5 separate regions of the Mus musculus genome follow, and all the other regions are linked to region 4. The links are chromatin contacts, called in public HiCAR-type, HiChIP or PLAC-seq and promoter capture Hi-C maps. All regions are on one chromosome and are shown on one strand. The core of a region is the stretch at or near the end of the contact, and the rest is flanking DNA. Distances in the headings are between cores, read along the strand shown. Region 1 holds the start of Glipr2 (GLI pathogenesis-related 2). Region 2 overlaps Rnf38 (ring finger protein 38). Region 3 holds the start of Arhgef39 (Rho guanine nucleotide exchange factor (GEF) 39). Region 4 holds the start of Anp32b (acidic (leucine-rich) nuclear phosphoprotein 32 family, member B). Region 5 holds the start of Tex10 (testis expressed gene 10).

Evidence for each region. Promoter capture Hi-C pulls out the DNA fragments that hold promoters and counts their contacts. HiCAR-type assays count read pairs that join an accessible place to other places. HiChIP or PLAC-seq counts read pairs in DNA pulled down with a chosen protein or histone mark.
Region 1: a contact with region 4 is called in a HiCAR-type map of astrocytes, with 5 times the contacts expected there. The contact joins the promoter of Glipr2 here to the promoter of Anp32b in region 4. A contact is called at or near these places in 2 of 115 datasets of contacts at active chromatin or transcription factors (astrocytes and bone marrow-derived dendritic cells).
Region 2: a contact with region 4 is called in an H3K27ac HiChIP or PLAC-seq map of thymic regulatory T cells, with 10 times the contacts expected there. The contact joins the enhancer-like site here to the promoter of Anp32b in region 4. A contact is called at or near these places in 3 of 39 promoter capture datasets (hippocampal neurons, liver and pre-B cells) and 2 of 115 datasets of contacts at active chromatin or transcription factors (large pre-B cells and thymic regulatory T cells).
Region 3: a contact with region 4 is called in a promoter capture Hi-C map of pre-B cells, with 5 times the contacts expected there. The contact joins the promoter of Arhgef39 here to the promoter of Anp32b in region 4.
Region 5: a contact with region 4 is called in a promoter capture Hi-C map of pre-B cells, with 2.9 times the contacts expected there. The contact joins the promoter of Tex10 here to the promoter of Anp32b in region 4.

The regions. Positions count from the first base shown.
Region 1 is chr4:43,956,346-43,959,045 of GRCm38.p6, reverse strand. Glipr2 (GLI pathogenesis-related 2) reads right to left here and starts at 1,344. Exons shown (of 5, transcript NM_027450.3): 1 at 1,273-1,344. The coding sequence starts at 1,285. It overlaps Gm30377 (a long non-coding RNA gene), which reads left to right. Exons shown (of 4, transcript XR_881223.2): 2 at 1,560-1,656; 3 at 2,663-2,700.
Region 2 is chr4:44,158,653-44,161,352 of GRCm38.p6, reverse strand. The region is part of intron 2 of Rnf38 (ring finger protein 38); the gene reads left to right. Among named protein-coding and RNA genes, the nearest start is that of Mir5106, 61 kb to the left of the region's middle. Within about 2 kb of position 1,317, at least 26 of the 459 cell types and tissues checked have an H3K27ac peak or open chromatin away from gene starts, as enhancers often do. A contact at or near this core is called in thymic regulatory T cells, where this site is marked.
Region 3 is chr4:43,507,314-43,510,013 of GRCm38.p6, reverse strand. It overlaps Arhgef39 (Rho guanine nucleotide exchange factor (GEF) 39), which reads left to right and starts at 1,267. Exons shown (of 12, transcript NM_001013377.3): 1 at 1,267-1,429; 2 at 2,051-2,237. Car9 (carbonic anhydrase 9) reads right to left here. Exons shown (of 11, transcript NM_139305.2): 1 at 2,619-2,700; 2 at 1,671-1,700; 3 at 1,241-1,411; 4 at 979-1,121; 5 at 804-896.
Region 4 is chr4:46,449,567-46,452,266 of GRCm38.p6, reverse strand. Anp32b (acidic (leucine-rich) nuclear phosphoprotein 32 family, member B) reads right to left here and starts at 1,341. Exons shown (of 7, transcript NM_130889.3): 1 at 918-1,341. The coding sequence starts at 971.
Region 5 is chr4:48,472,072-48,474,771 of GRCm38.p6, reverse strand. It overlaps Tex10 (testis expressed gene 10), which reads left to right and starts at 1,309. Exons shown (of 15, transcript NM_001355740.1): 1 at 1,309-1,506.

The sequences.
Region 1 (2,700 bases), core at 95-2,594, 2.5 Mb after region 4:
TCAGCCATCCTCACCTGAGGCTGACAGCCCACTGACTCCACTGAGTAGTTGTCAACCTGTGGGCTGCGACCCCCTGGGGTTGGTGACTGCCCCCCCCGGGGGGCCACACATCATATAGTATTTATATTCCGAATCATAATATCAAAATTACAGTTATGAAGTAGCAACAATGTAATTTTATGGTGGAAGGCGGGTCGCCAGAAGGTGAGGGACTGAATTAAAGGGTTGTAGCATCAGCAAAGTCGAGAGCCTCTGCTTTAGAGCCTCCCATGAGGCACGGATGATATTCTAATAAATAGGAAGCCTTGATGCCCACGAGGGAGGAAACTGAGGCAAGAAGATCTATTGCCCACCTGTCCCTTATCTATGCAGGAGTGACAACAAATGACACAGGGTGTGGGCTGTCCCTCTGAAGGAGGAGGGAGAGATTATGGATGGGACCCCCTGCTATCACAGGAGTTGAACACAGAAGGATGGGAAGGGTTTCAGGCTGGATGATGGGAGTAGTGAAGACTGGACCGGGACACGGAGGGGAAAGGACCTGAGTGCCTGCCTGCCAGCCAGCGCAGCTGTGTGGCAGAGGGGGTGCTGTCAGTGGCCAGAGAGCCGACAATGGGGTGGAAGGTGACAAAAACAAGGAGCGACAGGAAAACGGCTTTTCAGAAACGTAAACTTTACAGCCACAGGAGTGAGGGTGGGCGGCAGCAGGGCAGAGATCACAGGGGAAGTAGCTCTGCACAGCACCCAGCCTGGCACGGAGGGGCCTCAGGAGGTGAGCGAGAAGGAGACGAAAAGGAGTCTCAGAGCTGCCTTTAGTTGGGTGGAACCAGACTAGTTGCTTCGCAGCCTGGGATGCTGCCACGGTTTGGTGTCTTTTTCCCACTGTAACTTTGTCTTCCTCTGGACAAAGCATAGCCACGCCTAGGCAGGCTCAGCTATCCCCATCAGCGCTTAGAAACCCTCGCTGACGCAATCCCTGGCTCGCAGCCAAAGGGACCCTCCATCTCATTCCCCTCATTCTTTCTCTCCTAGCCGGTGTTCTTACCGCTACCTCCGCGCCACCCACCCCACCCCCTGGTTGAACCAGAAACAGCCGCTCCTCGGAACTTTGCTATGCGCGCTCTCCATCCCGCACCCAGGGATCCCGCATTGCAGCGAGAGTGACAGGGACTTTCCAGGGGCTCCCAGGGGATCATGCTCCAGATGGGGCAGGGTGACGGCGAGGGTCTAGGCGTCATCCCCGCTCCCCGGAGGGCCGTATGGGTGGCTCACCTGATTTGCCCATGGCCTGCTGTGTGCGCTCCTCCGCTCCGCTGCGGCTGCGTTGCGCTGCGCTGGCTAGCGGGGTCCCAGCAGCTGGCCGGGGCCGGGAGGGGCAGGGGCGGCCACAGCCACTCCCCCGGCGCCGCCCGGCCCCGCCTTATAAGGCAAAGGCAGCTGCAGGCGGAGGCGCAGGGGGCCACCCCTAGAATTCATTTGGCCGGGTGGGATTCCGCCGCTGGCTAGGGCGGTCCAGATGTGGATACGAATGCTGATTCTGAGCGTGCCTTGTCTCCTAGAGCAGCAAGTGCGCGCGCAAGACCTAGGGGCGTCCACGCCTTCCCTGTAGTTCCCCACGGTTCCCGCGCGACCGACGCCTGGAGAAGGCCTGGTGAGGTACGGTTCCCTCCGGCGCCACCAGGGGTCGGTAACCTCCCAGACTCAGTCTTTGGCAACACCACCCCCTCCCAGATCCCCAAAGTTCTGCTTCCCCTTCCCAGTGACACCATGCTCCAATCGCAGCTTCTTAGGACCCTGTCCCGCTATGCATCCCCAGGTTGTAACTGAACACTTTCCGGCCCTCCAACTCCAACCGCCCCAGGGTGGTGCCGCTGCCCGACTTGGACCTATCCTCTTGAACCCCACTGCCTTTGAGACCAACCCAAATTCCCCACCTGAGTTTGGATCCAGCACCCCCACATGTTGGCGTCATCTAAACCGAGACCCCCTGGTTAATTCAAAACACATTTTTCTCACCATAAAAAGTTAATGATTCACAGATTACAAGGACACTTTGCCTCCCCCTCCCTGGATACATATATATTTAAAAGATACATTTATTTGGGCCAGACATGGTGGCTCATGCCTTTATTCTTAGCACTTGGGAAACAGAAGCACGCAGATCTCTGTGAGTTAAGATTGGCCTGGTCTAAACAGTGAGACTTTACCTTTGTGCCCTACATAGCCGAGAATGATTTTAAAGTTCTGATCTTCCTGCTTCTACCTCCCTAGTGCTGTGACCACAGACACCCCCAGCAGTACCTATTTCTATGAATTTAAATGTATTTTACTTTTAGGTTATTGTTTGTCAGATGGAGTCTCGGTGTACCTCCCATTGTAGGTCAGGTCTGTACCACCACACCTGGCCAGACCCTGCAGCACGGAGCTCAGATGTATCCAGTAGGTTAGCGCAGAGCTAAATGCACGCCCGCCCACGCCCACCCCCCAGCCATTCCCTCTCTCCATGGCCAGCAAATACACTTCCCACATCCTAGCACTTCCAAGCAGGAGTAGAGTGGATACTGGTACTCATCTGACTTAAACGAGCTTTTAGTGCTGGGTTGGGATTCTGACTCTGTTCAATTCTCTGTTCCATTTTGCCGACAAATTCCGATGGAAATAGTCAAATGACCCAGGAAAAGTCCCTGTCACACCTAGAAT
Region 2 (2,700 bases), core at 68-2,567, 2.3 Mb after region 4:
GTACTAATTAGAAGAAGGAACAGCTCATTTGGAGAGAGGTTTTTGTGACATTCCTTGCTGAATGAAGATCAAGAATGGCAAATATACGTCTTATCTCTTTTGGGTTGGTTTTATTGTTTTGAGAAAGGACTTACTATGTGAGGCTGGCCTAGAGTTCTTAGCAGTCCTCTGCTTAGGAGGGCTCTGGTCAGAGGCACAAGCCACTTGCACGGCTGTGCTGTGCTGGGAATCAAATCTACCTTTTATTTTCTTATTAATTCAGTTATGTTCCAGTATTTCCTGCTTTATAGTGCGTGAATATCATACTGTTGGTTGCTTGCATCCATTCTGTCCTCCCCTTTTCACGCTTATTTAATAGGGTGGCACACATTTAAACCATGACATGTGGAGGTCATAAGACAAACTTTGGGGAGTAAATTCTCTTTCTCTACCCACTATGTGGGTTTCAGGAATCTAATCCAGGCCATCAGAGTTGGTGGCAAGCCCTTTTACCTACTGAGCCATCTTGTTGACCGTCGCTTTTTAATTAAAATAAGGTCTTTGGGATTTTTATTTTTTAATCCTTATAGCTTAGTTCCTTAACATGTATATATCTCTTAGCTTTTAGAAAACAGTAAATATTCTTCACTGTTCTTCACATACTCATAAGTGTAAAGAGTGCACATTATGTTTGCAATACAGAGATAAACTATAGTTTATATCCAAAATATACTGTGTAGTAAACTAACAAATATTCCTCTTTATTAACCTCTGAGGGGTGGTAGTAGGTCTTTGGCAGTATTTTTGTTCTTACCATGTTTATGAGGTTTATGCCACATTGACAACAAAGTTACAGATGGGTCAGAGATGATCAAAGCATGGCAGTACTACAGCATTCACTTTATGATGTCCTTAAATTCCTCTCTAGCATCTCTTTTACTATCTGCCATTCTGAGAGCTGTGTTTTCTTTTTTTTTTTTTAAGATTTATTTATTATTATATGTAAGTACACCGTAGCTGTCTTCAGACACACCAGAAGAGGGAGTCAGATCTTGTTATGGATGGTTGTGAGCCACCACGTGGTTGCTGAGATTTGAACTCTGGACCTTCGGAAGAGCAGTCGGGTGCTCTTACCCACTGAGCCATCTCACCAGCCCCGAGCTGTGTTTTCTTACTCTCCTGCTCCCGTCCGGCTCTCAGAGCAGAGCACTCCGTGTCAGTGTCATCAGAAACTTACTTAACAGCGATTGATTTGGTTCTTTTTCTTTCCTTTCCACCTTCCCCTCCTTTTTTTGCTAGCATATGCCTGTTAGAAGGTAGGAAACCACGCCCTTTTTTTGTTTAGTGCCTGTTACCAAGGAGACCCTTAGATCTAAGACTGAGGGAAAAAACTGTAAAAGCACACGGTGTTAAGCACGTTTTATTTTATCTTATTTTTTTTGTATGTGTGAGCATAAACAAGTCTTTAAACTTGGAGTCCCCAAGGAAAATTTCACTGTCACAACATAGTGAAGAGTGTTGTTCATGGTTTTAAATTGCTACAGACTTACACAAATGTAAGGAGATTTAAACTACAGTCCAGATTTTTACGTTACAGTTGTTTACTTTCAGACTTAGGAGTTTGTCTTCATTTCCTTAGCAGAGCCTTTAGTTTTGTGTTGTTTCCTTTATTTGGCCTTTTGTTACTGTTTGAGGATTTTCATTTGCTTTTCTTTTTTTTTTTTTTTTTTTTAAATCTTGAGACAAGATCATGATTTCTAGCCCAGGTTAGCTTAGAACTTGGGATGTTCTTGCCTCAGCCTCCCTAGTACTGAATAGATGTAGCTAAAGTTTATTGGATAGACTGGACAGGCCATCCTCAGTTAAACGTAACATTTGTACATGAAGTACACACAGTCTTTCAGCTGATAGTATAGAACTTTTACCATAAGTATTGTCAAGTCTTTTTTCACCAAGGTCACTAAAAGTACATTGAGAAAAAAATACAGTGTAGGTAAACATTCATCACTCCACTTAAGTGTTTTACCTCAGGTCTTAGCCTGAAGTCTGGTCTTTAGAGGTTACTATTCCTAGGTATTTGGGGAACAGGGACTTGAGCTCCCCAAGCTGTGATATTTTTTATCTCAAACCTTTTTGTATGAGAAGCTCCATTGCTAGAGACCGTTCGTGCAGCCTGTATTTTGTGTTTAAAGTTCCTCTTGCCCTGCCCCGTCTGCTGACAGAACTATCACACTCGAAACCTCAGCTCTCCTTCATAGGCTTGTTCTCCATGTCAGTATGGCCAGCATGAACTATCCTTTTCTTCTCCCTCTTTTTCCCAGATATCTCCCGGGGCCAATTCAGCACCTCTACCTGGCCATCCTAACAAGGTGATTTGTGAAAGGGTGAGACTTCAGAGCCTGTTCCCTCTTCTCCCAAGTGATCAGAACACTACCATTCAAGAGGATGCTCACTTCAAAGCTTTCTTCCAGGTTCTTATATGTTTACCCTTTCCCTACACAGGGCTGAAAGTCACAGATACATTCTAGCTTGTTTCTAGGAAGGCTTAAACAAGCTTGTGAGTATCCTCTTACTTTCTGTTGTATGTGGAAATTAGTACTCTTCTCAGAGACTTCTTGAAGGTAACTCTGAGCTTTTCTGAAGAATCTTCTCTTGAGCTACTGTTCATTATTTTGCCACTTAATACTCTGTTTTTTAAAAAAAAAAATCTTTTATGTCTTA
Region 3 (2,700 bases), core at 18-2,517, 2.9 Mb after region 4:
ATGGCAAACTGAAGGGGAGAAAGTTTCCCAGGCTGCCTGGCCCTCAAGATCTAGGTCCATCGTTTCACTCATCACTATTTACACTCTCTCTCTCTCTCTCTCTCTCTCTCTCTCTCTCTCTCTCTCTCTCTCTCTCGCACACACACACACACACACACACACACACACGCCGTGGTTTCCTGAAGAAGACCATCATGTATGTTATACTTGTACTGCCTTTGCGTTCACTTTAATAACTCACGCCTGCCCGCCTGCTCCTGAGGAACTTCCCTGAACTTTGTGCTGTGAATGTCACACTGGTAAGTCTCATAGGCGTCCTCACTTCCTGGCTTCCTCCCACCTTGGAGTGTACGTTCTTGATTATTACAGGTACAAAGAGGTCACTGAATACTGCACTTCATGAAGGGGAAGTGAGGGGCCACAGAAGCAGCAGAGAAATGGCTCTTCCCAGGGCATAGCTTGTTGCTGTGGCACTCCCTAACTGGTCCATACTCCAGCCTTGCTCACGCTGACCTCTCTCTGTGCAGTATTCCTCCTTGTTTCCCATCAGTGAAAGATTTAAGTTTCGCCTCCTCTGTGGCCATTATTTTTTCCGTGTTCGTCACTTATGACTGTCAAGACAGCCTTCCTCCTAAAGGAAGCCTTGTGTTAGTCTGCTTCCTGGTTCCCTGCTGGTGCTGAGTGAATGAACAAAGGAGTGAATGGGGCTGAGAGCTAATTGACCAGCTTGCGCTTGTGCTTGGAATGGTGTCTCTGCTAGCCAGATGCATGAACCCACAGGACGTGAATGTCAAATAGGGTACCTGCAGAAAGGCAGCCAAAACTGCCAGGCCTCCTGGGCGGCCCAAGGCTTCATGAAGTTCGGAGAAAGCAGTACTGAGGTGCACCACGTGGATCTAGAGAGGATGGAAGGATCAGATAGTGGCCAGACCTCTGATCATACCCTCTTGCTTCTTCTTGGGACAGCCCAGTCCCCACCTCAGCAGGGAAACGGTGACCATTGACTGTGTGTTCTGAGCCTGGGTGATCTGAAGTTCCCCAGTGTAGATGCAACTGCAAGGCCCGGTATTCCTGCCCAGGTCCCAGAGCCATCTTCAGCCCCGGCGGCAGAGTCAGCTGTACTGCGTGGGGAGTGGCAAGTGAGAAGTCTACCCACACGTGAGCGTGAGCACCAGCAGAACTCCTAAGTGCACAGCTTGATTGCCACTCCCCTCCATAGGTCCCGCCCCAGACACCTCACCCGTGTGGCCATTGTTGGATAGGCTCAGTTCCGGGAGAGGCTGGAGCTCATAACCCAGAAGTTCCAGGGGTTGCAGAGTGCGGCAGAATGCGGTGCGCTCCAGGCGGATGTCTACCGGGGACTGAAAGCGGCCAGCACAGGCTGGGGACACCTGGGGCCAGAGTAGGGTGCCTGGGATGAGAGGAAAAGGTGCAAGAAGTCTAGCGATTTGGACAAGAACCGTTAGGATAAGTGAGGGGTGGAGTCAGGACGCTTGGGGTGGGAGGAAGGGGGGGCGCTCCAGGGACTGGCGTGGGGGAGTGCGGGGCGCGGGAGGGGGGCCATAGAGTAGGACCTGGGTCCAGTCTAGGGCTACTACTGGGAATGTTGGTGCGGCAGATCACCAGGGCTGGGCTCCCAGATTGGGTCTGTGTAGCCGGCCGTGTCTTACCTCCATAGCTCCAATGACTGTGGCCACCCCCTGCATAAATGAGAAGAATTAATAAGCCCACTCTTACAGCCCAGTCCCTTCCCAGTGCCCAGAATAAAAAAATATTCCCTCCCGCTCTGGCAGGGGGCCTCACAGCCCCGGATGTCTTACAAGAGTGTTGCACGTAATAGAAAGGAATGTAGCAAGGCTGGTGTGAAGCACAGTGGACTACCACCAGCTGGGACTCCGCCACCGCCACCATCACTGCAGGAGCCATCAGTAGCCCTACCGATAGTTTGCAAACTAGGGTCTGTAGGCACGGCTTCAGTTTGAGATCCAAATCATCGTTCTTTTTCCCTTACTCACCCACCTTCCCACTCATCTCTCTTTCCTGTCTAAAGTTCCTGGCTTAGAGCCAAGCACGGTGGCGCACACACCTGAAATCCCAGAACTCGGAGGAAGAAGAAGGTAAAGGGCAGAACTAGTTCAAGGCCAATCCGATCTACACAATAAGACCTTATCTCATCCTCCGCCCCCAGAGCAAACCAAAGTTCCTCCACCTGTCTTTTCCCACACCGCAAATCATAGGTGAGTAACGGCTGTGAGCTCCTTGTGTGTCTTCCAGGAGCCCCCTTCTCTTCCCTTTTCATCTCTCTGTCTCTGTCTCTCTGTGTCTGTCTCTGTCTGTCTGTCTCTCATTCTCTCTACCTCCCTCTCTTCACACACACACACACACACACACACACACACACTTATTTTCCCCCTCTGTCCATTCCCAGTTCTATTTCCTCTTTAATTTCCCCCTATTCTCGGCTTTTTTTTTCTTCTCTCCTTTTAGGGGGGAAAGACTACCTATTAGAGTATAATTGCCGAATGCTCTCAGCTAGCATTTCGGGGAAGAGAGGGGAGTGGGGGAGGACAAGGCATAAACTTACCTGAGCCTAGATTTGGAAGTTAATGACCACTTACCTTTTTCATCCCCGTGGGAACCTTGACTGTGCTCAGGAGCCTCGGGAGTCGATAGATCCTCTAACCCAAGGGACTCCTCCAT
Region 4 (2,700 bases), core at 92-2,591:
CGGGGGCAGCCCGGGGACCGACAGGCAGCGCGAGGGCGGCCGGCTCACCCGGCGGAGGAAGACGGCGCCCGCCAACATGGCGCTGTGGCGCGCCCCGGCTGGCGCGCGGAGCCGCCGGCCGCCCACACCGAGGGGCCGGCCTCCCTCTCGGGCAAGGCCCCGGGCGGCGGCGCGGGGGAGGGCGAAGCCACCGCGGCGGTGACGGTGCCGGGCCGGCTGGCCCGGGGAGCCCGCGTGGGCAAGGCCGAGGGCGAAGGCGAGCCGGGCAAAGGAGGGGCAAAGTTGGATTTTTTTAGGCTTGAAAAAATGGCGGGAAGCGCATCCTTTTTTCAAACTTGGCCTCGGGAGGGGCGGCGGTTGCGCCACCTCCGCCGCCAGGCCCGCCCCTCCCCCGTTCCGCGCCAGGCCGCGCCCGAGGGGGGCTCCGCGCCCCCCTCAGGGACCCGAACACCCTCCTCGGCGGCGAGGCCCTGTCGGCCGCGGGGCGCATGGAACCCGGCCCGGCCCCGCGGCGGGCCTGGCGGCGGCGCGGCGCCTCGGCAGGCCCGGCCTCCGCCCGGCCGCGCATCCCGGGAGGCTGCAAACATGGCTCCCAGCGTTACACAACCCCCGCGCCCGCCCTCGCCGCCGGCCACACGCGCGAGCGCTCCCTCCGGGAGAGGACCGGGCGGGCGAGCGGCTCAAAGTTTGCTTCTCCACCCGCCGTCCTCCCCGTGGCCGCGGGGGCCCGCGGGCGCCAAAGAGTTAAAGCCCGCGCGCTCGCTCCCCCCTCCGCGCCTTCCGCCCGCCTTCCCTGTCCCCGTCCGAGCTGCGAGCAGCGCCTTCCCCGCGCCGCGGCCGGAGCCCGGTGGCCCGCAGGTGGCCACCATTACTTGCAAGTCATCGGGGGGCGCGGGCGCCCGAGGGGTTCTGCTTACGGCTGCCGGGGTCCGGTTCCTCAGCTCCAGGTGGATCCTCCTCTTCATATCCATGTTCCCCTCGTCCCCCCTCTCCAAACTTAACTTTCCGCGGCGGGGGCGGAGGGGGGAGAGGCGACCCGGCCTGCGCGGCGAGGGCCGTCGGAGGGAGGCGGCTGGAGGAGGCGGCGGCGTGGTCCCCGGGCGGCGTGCGGGCGTGCGGGCGAGCGGAGCCCCCGGAGCCAAGTTACTCGCGGGAGCGGAGAGAAACCATGGAGGGAAAAGGGGGCTGGAGCGCGGCTCTGGCCTCACTACCGCCGCCCCCGGCCAAGGCCCCGCACTGCGCTTAAACCGGCGACGCGACGCGGCGGCTGCTCGGCTCCACTCGGCCCTGCGCGGCGCCGCTCGGCTCGGGAGCCCGGGCTGCAGCGCGGACTTGGGAGGCGCACGGAGGGCGGGGCGGGACCCGCCTTAAGCTCAGCCCGGACTGCGGCGCCGCCTCCCGGGTCGCGCGCGCCTCCTGGCCCTCGGGTCGCACGTGGGCTGGCTGATGTAAGACCTTCCGGTGCCGGGACCCCCGCCCCCACCCCCACCGGCACCCGCGCTCTCCTGGAGGTCGACGGGCAGGCTCAGCCTCGCGCCTTCTTCCGGGCTCTCCCGGACCCAATTTCGCCTGAGCCTTCGGGCGCCCTCAGAGGCTGTGGCTTTGGGGTTCACCCTGTTCCTCCCAGTTTTGAGGCCCATAGCCCGACCTCGCTGCCTTTAGGTCCAGTGATGTTAGAAGTGCCATCGAGGACCCTGGTGAGGCTGTGCTCGCTTCCCCGCCGTGTTGTACTAAAACATCAGCAGGGGCAGGCAGCTCCAGCCTCTTGCCCAAGCCACGCCGCATCTGAGCATCCCCAGTTCAGGAAACTTTCCCCTTGGCACGTGTTTGTTTTTAAAAATAAAAAATTTAATATACTTTAGAACTTTATCAGTACTTAAACTACAAACTAGCCAAGGAGACAGAAAACAACTATACATAAACACTGTTTTTAAACATGTGAGCCACTAGTGAAGGAAACCATTAGTAATTTTAATGACGCCTCAGTCCCCACCTTCTGACTTTTATCTCTTGGGGCACCCGTGGAAGATGTATACATTCTTGGTCACCATTAAGTTGAGTCCTGGGTTGGCAGCCTTTGTCAAAGTCTAATTTTAAGGGTCCCTGGATTTAAAGCACACGGCGTTGTGTTAAATGAGGAGCCTACCTCTGATATTAACCAGAGGCACTAAAGATTACTGTTTACTGGAGAAAAACATCATCTAGGTATTACCCTAAGATTTTAGTGCAAGAAGCCTCTTCCTATCATCCCATTTTGCCTTAGAGGCCCAAACTTTTAAATGATTATATATCAGATTCAGAAATAATAATTCAAGAGAAAAGAAGATGTGTAGGTTATGGGGGAAAGGTGAATAGTTATAGGTGTAGATTCACTCATAATTCCGTGGTAGTCTGGAAGGCTAAGACAGGAGAATGTGGGGAAAGGAAGGGAGTGCTGTGCTCCTTGTCACAAAAGATCTCCAACTATTACCTGATAGGCTTCACTGAGCTATGCAAAAAGCTTTTCAAAAAAAAAAAAAAAAAATCTACTGAAGCGCTTCCATAATCAATCACCGAGCATTGGCTTTTAAGAGCTTGCGCTGTTATGTCCCATTTAACTTTCAGGCAACCCCTATGAAGTTGGTGATATCTTAATTGAAAAAAAATGAGGAATTAAGGTTTAATCATCACCAGTAGCCCAACAAAGTTAAGCTTTATAGG
Region 5 (2,700 bases), core at 60-2,559, 2.0 Mb before region 4:
TGACATGGGGAACCACCGAAGAGTTTTATAGTGACATGCTTTGCCATATATAAAAAAATATTCCGAGAACTGCTCTGCAAATGTTAGACTGTATGGGGTCTAAGATGGAGAGAAATGTGTTCCCGGCTCTTTCCTCTGATCGGGGTGATGTGGACCTTGAAGGTAGCCAGGGAGATGGTGATTAATAGTGGAAGTCAGAGCCAGCTGGTTTTTCTCCTGGGTTAGAAGCCACATGGTCTCAGAAAGATGCCAGCTTTTAAGGTTTGGCTTGAGTAACTGGCAGGATGGGATGCTATTTAAGGTGAAGAGGTTGTAGGAAAATATTTCAGAATGGATGTGCAGAGTTATCTTTTAGTCCTTGTTGATACTGAGATAGATATACATTGCAAAGCTGAAGGGAGAAGTTCTGAATAAGCTGGTAGCATTTTGGAGTTTAGGGGGCATATCTAGGTGGCATAAGCCTTTATAATTTTTTTTTTATTTTATAGTTTTACATATAATGTCATCAACTCCCAAGGCAGGTGCGGTGGGGGAGGGGAGGTTGTCTGTGTGGTGGCTTTTTGGCTTTATTCTTTATTCATTAACACAGAGGAGGTGTGACCTTAATTCTGATGCTTGGGTCTCCTGAATTTAGTTATTATCGTTTTATCCCTACTTCGTATATTGAACCTCAATATAAGGTATTAGGCTTTTCTAGTTCTTATATGTAGGAAGCTGCAAAGACAAATTTGACTCTAGGCTGACACTCTATCTGTATGCTTTTCCTTATATGTGGCTAAGTCAATCTTTAGATGGTTTTGTTTTCAAGATTTCTTTCTTCACATCTTCTTTGTAGGCATTTTAATGTCTCAAATTTCTCTAAATCCACTTACTTTGATTAGTAGAAGTTAATTATATGCTGAAAATGTTGAATTGGGGAAAACCCTGTCCTAGGTTTCCGGGACTCTGCCACAAGGTATAGTTTGTAACCTCTTAGCATTTGTCTATTTGCCTTTAGTCCAGGTTACCCTTCCCAGAAATGCTATCTTTGCTGTCCGAAACTTTTTCCTTCCTCAATTAAGCTCAGTTTATACTTTTCTCTAGCTCCAGGTTTGAAGAACTGAAGTCCTTGGGGGGAGAAGACCGCCTTTCAAGCTGTAACCAGCCAACATCCTCCAAGCCAAGGATGCTGGAAGACCTGACTCGGCTTGCTGGACCCTAGACCCTCCTCTCTTTCCTCCAGCTTCCGGCGCAGCCCCTCTTAGAGGGGGCGTGGCGTGCAAATCTGGACCCGCCCTCCGGCTGCGCGCGATTGCGACCTGCGGTCACGTGAGCGCGGCGAGGGAGGGCCCCCACTTCCGGGCGGCGGAAGGAGACGCGTCCGCGTGAGGACGAGGCGATTTGAAAACACGCTCTGGGAGCGAGCGGAAAGCCTGCGGCCGGCGGTTCACGGCGTGCTCCTGCGGGGCTTGACGGTCGCTCGCTCTCCGCCGCGTCTCCGCGTTCCGGGTCCGTCCGGGCTCTCAGGTGAGCGGCGTCTGTCTGTCCTGCACGGCTCTTCTGGGGCGCGGACACGCGAGGCCCAGGCGGAGGGACGGACTGTGGCGGCGGGTAGGGCGGCCGGGGTCCTAGCTGTCCCCCCACCCCGAGCGTGAGAGCCGGCCGAGGGGCTTCCGAAACGCCTCAAGCGGCCGCGGTCCGATTCGGAGGCTCGGCGGGTGTTAGGCCGGCGTGTGGGGGTCGGGCCAGAGACTCCACTCGACGTCCACTGAGGTATAGGAACCATGGTTTTTCTTTGGGAAAAAAAAAAAAAAAGACAAACGGAGTTTCCATTTTTGGTGTGCGAGCTCGAAAACGGGCGGGCGGATCTGATCGCTGCCCTCCTCCCCCTCCCCTTGACGGAGGACCCTCTCTTTCTGCCCCCTCGAATTTGGGGAACTTTGGAGACGCGAAGGGTTGGAGAGAATCACCGTAGGCCAACTGCTGCAATGCTTACTTTCTCTCCTTGATTTCTTCCTTTCTTTTGGAGAGCGGGAATAGTTGGAAATAAGGAGGAAAGGTAATGGGCTGGCCGCAGGGCAAACTACTTGGGAGTCTGCTTAAGTTGCAGTCTTTCTTCCGCTCAGGTTAGCATTAAGACTGACCTGCAGCAGGCATGTGTATGTGTATGTGTATGTGTATGTGAGTTTTCAAGCTTACCAAAAAGGTGATCAAGTCCAGTGAGAGCTCAGGCTCCGAGGCTGGAGTTAGCTTCCTTGTACTATCTACTGCTGTAAAAGTGGTCTAGTCTAGTAGAGCTATTTGACTTCCAGTGTTACGAAAATCTTTAAATGGAAATAATAGCAGCATCTAATGGAACTTTAACCAAGTTCCTAGTGGGAAAAAAATTGTCAGTATGTTTCTGTAAATAATTGTCGAGATTTAAAAGTTATTAGCCCTCATAATTTTCCTAGCAGACTGATGAGAGTGTACTTGAAGTGATACGGCACAACTTACTGAGAATGAGGTCTGATGTAGATTGCTAGAGACAGACCGACCGACCCATCATCACACGTGAAAGAGTGCCTAGAGGATAATGCAAGATGTCACAGGGTCAATTTTTCTTTCTTGTGAACCGTTTTCTTTTATCTCTGGAAACACTACTGATAAAATTGTAAGAAAAAACTTACAGAGTATGCTTGCTTAATAGGTAAAAACCAGCTTTGTATTAAAAGGGATGAG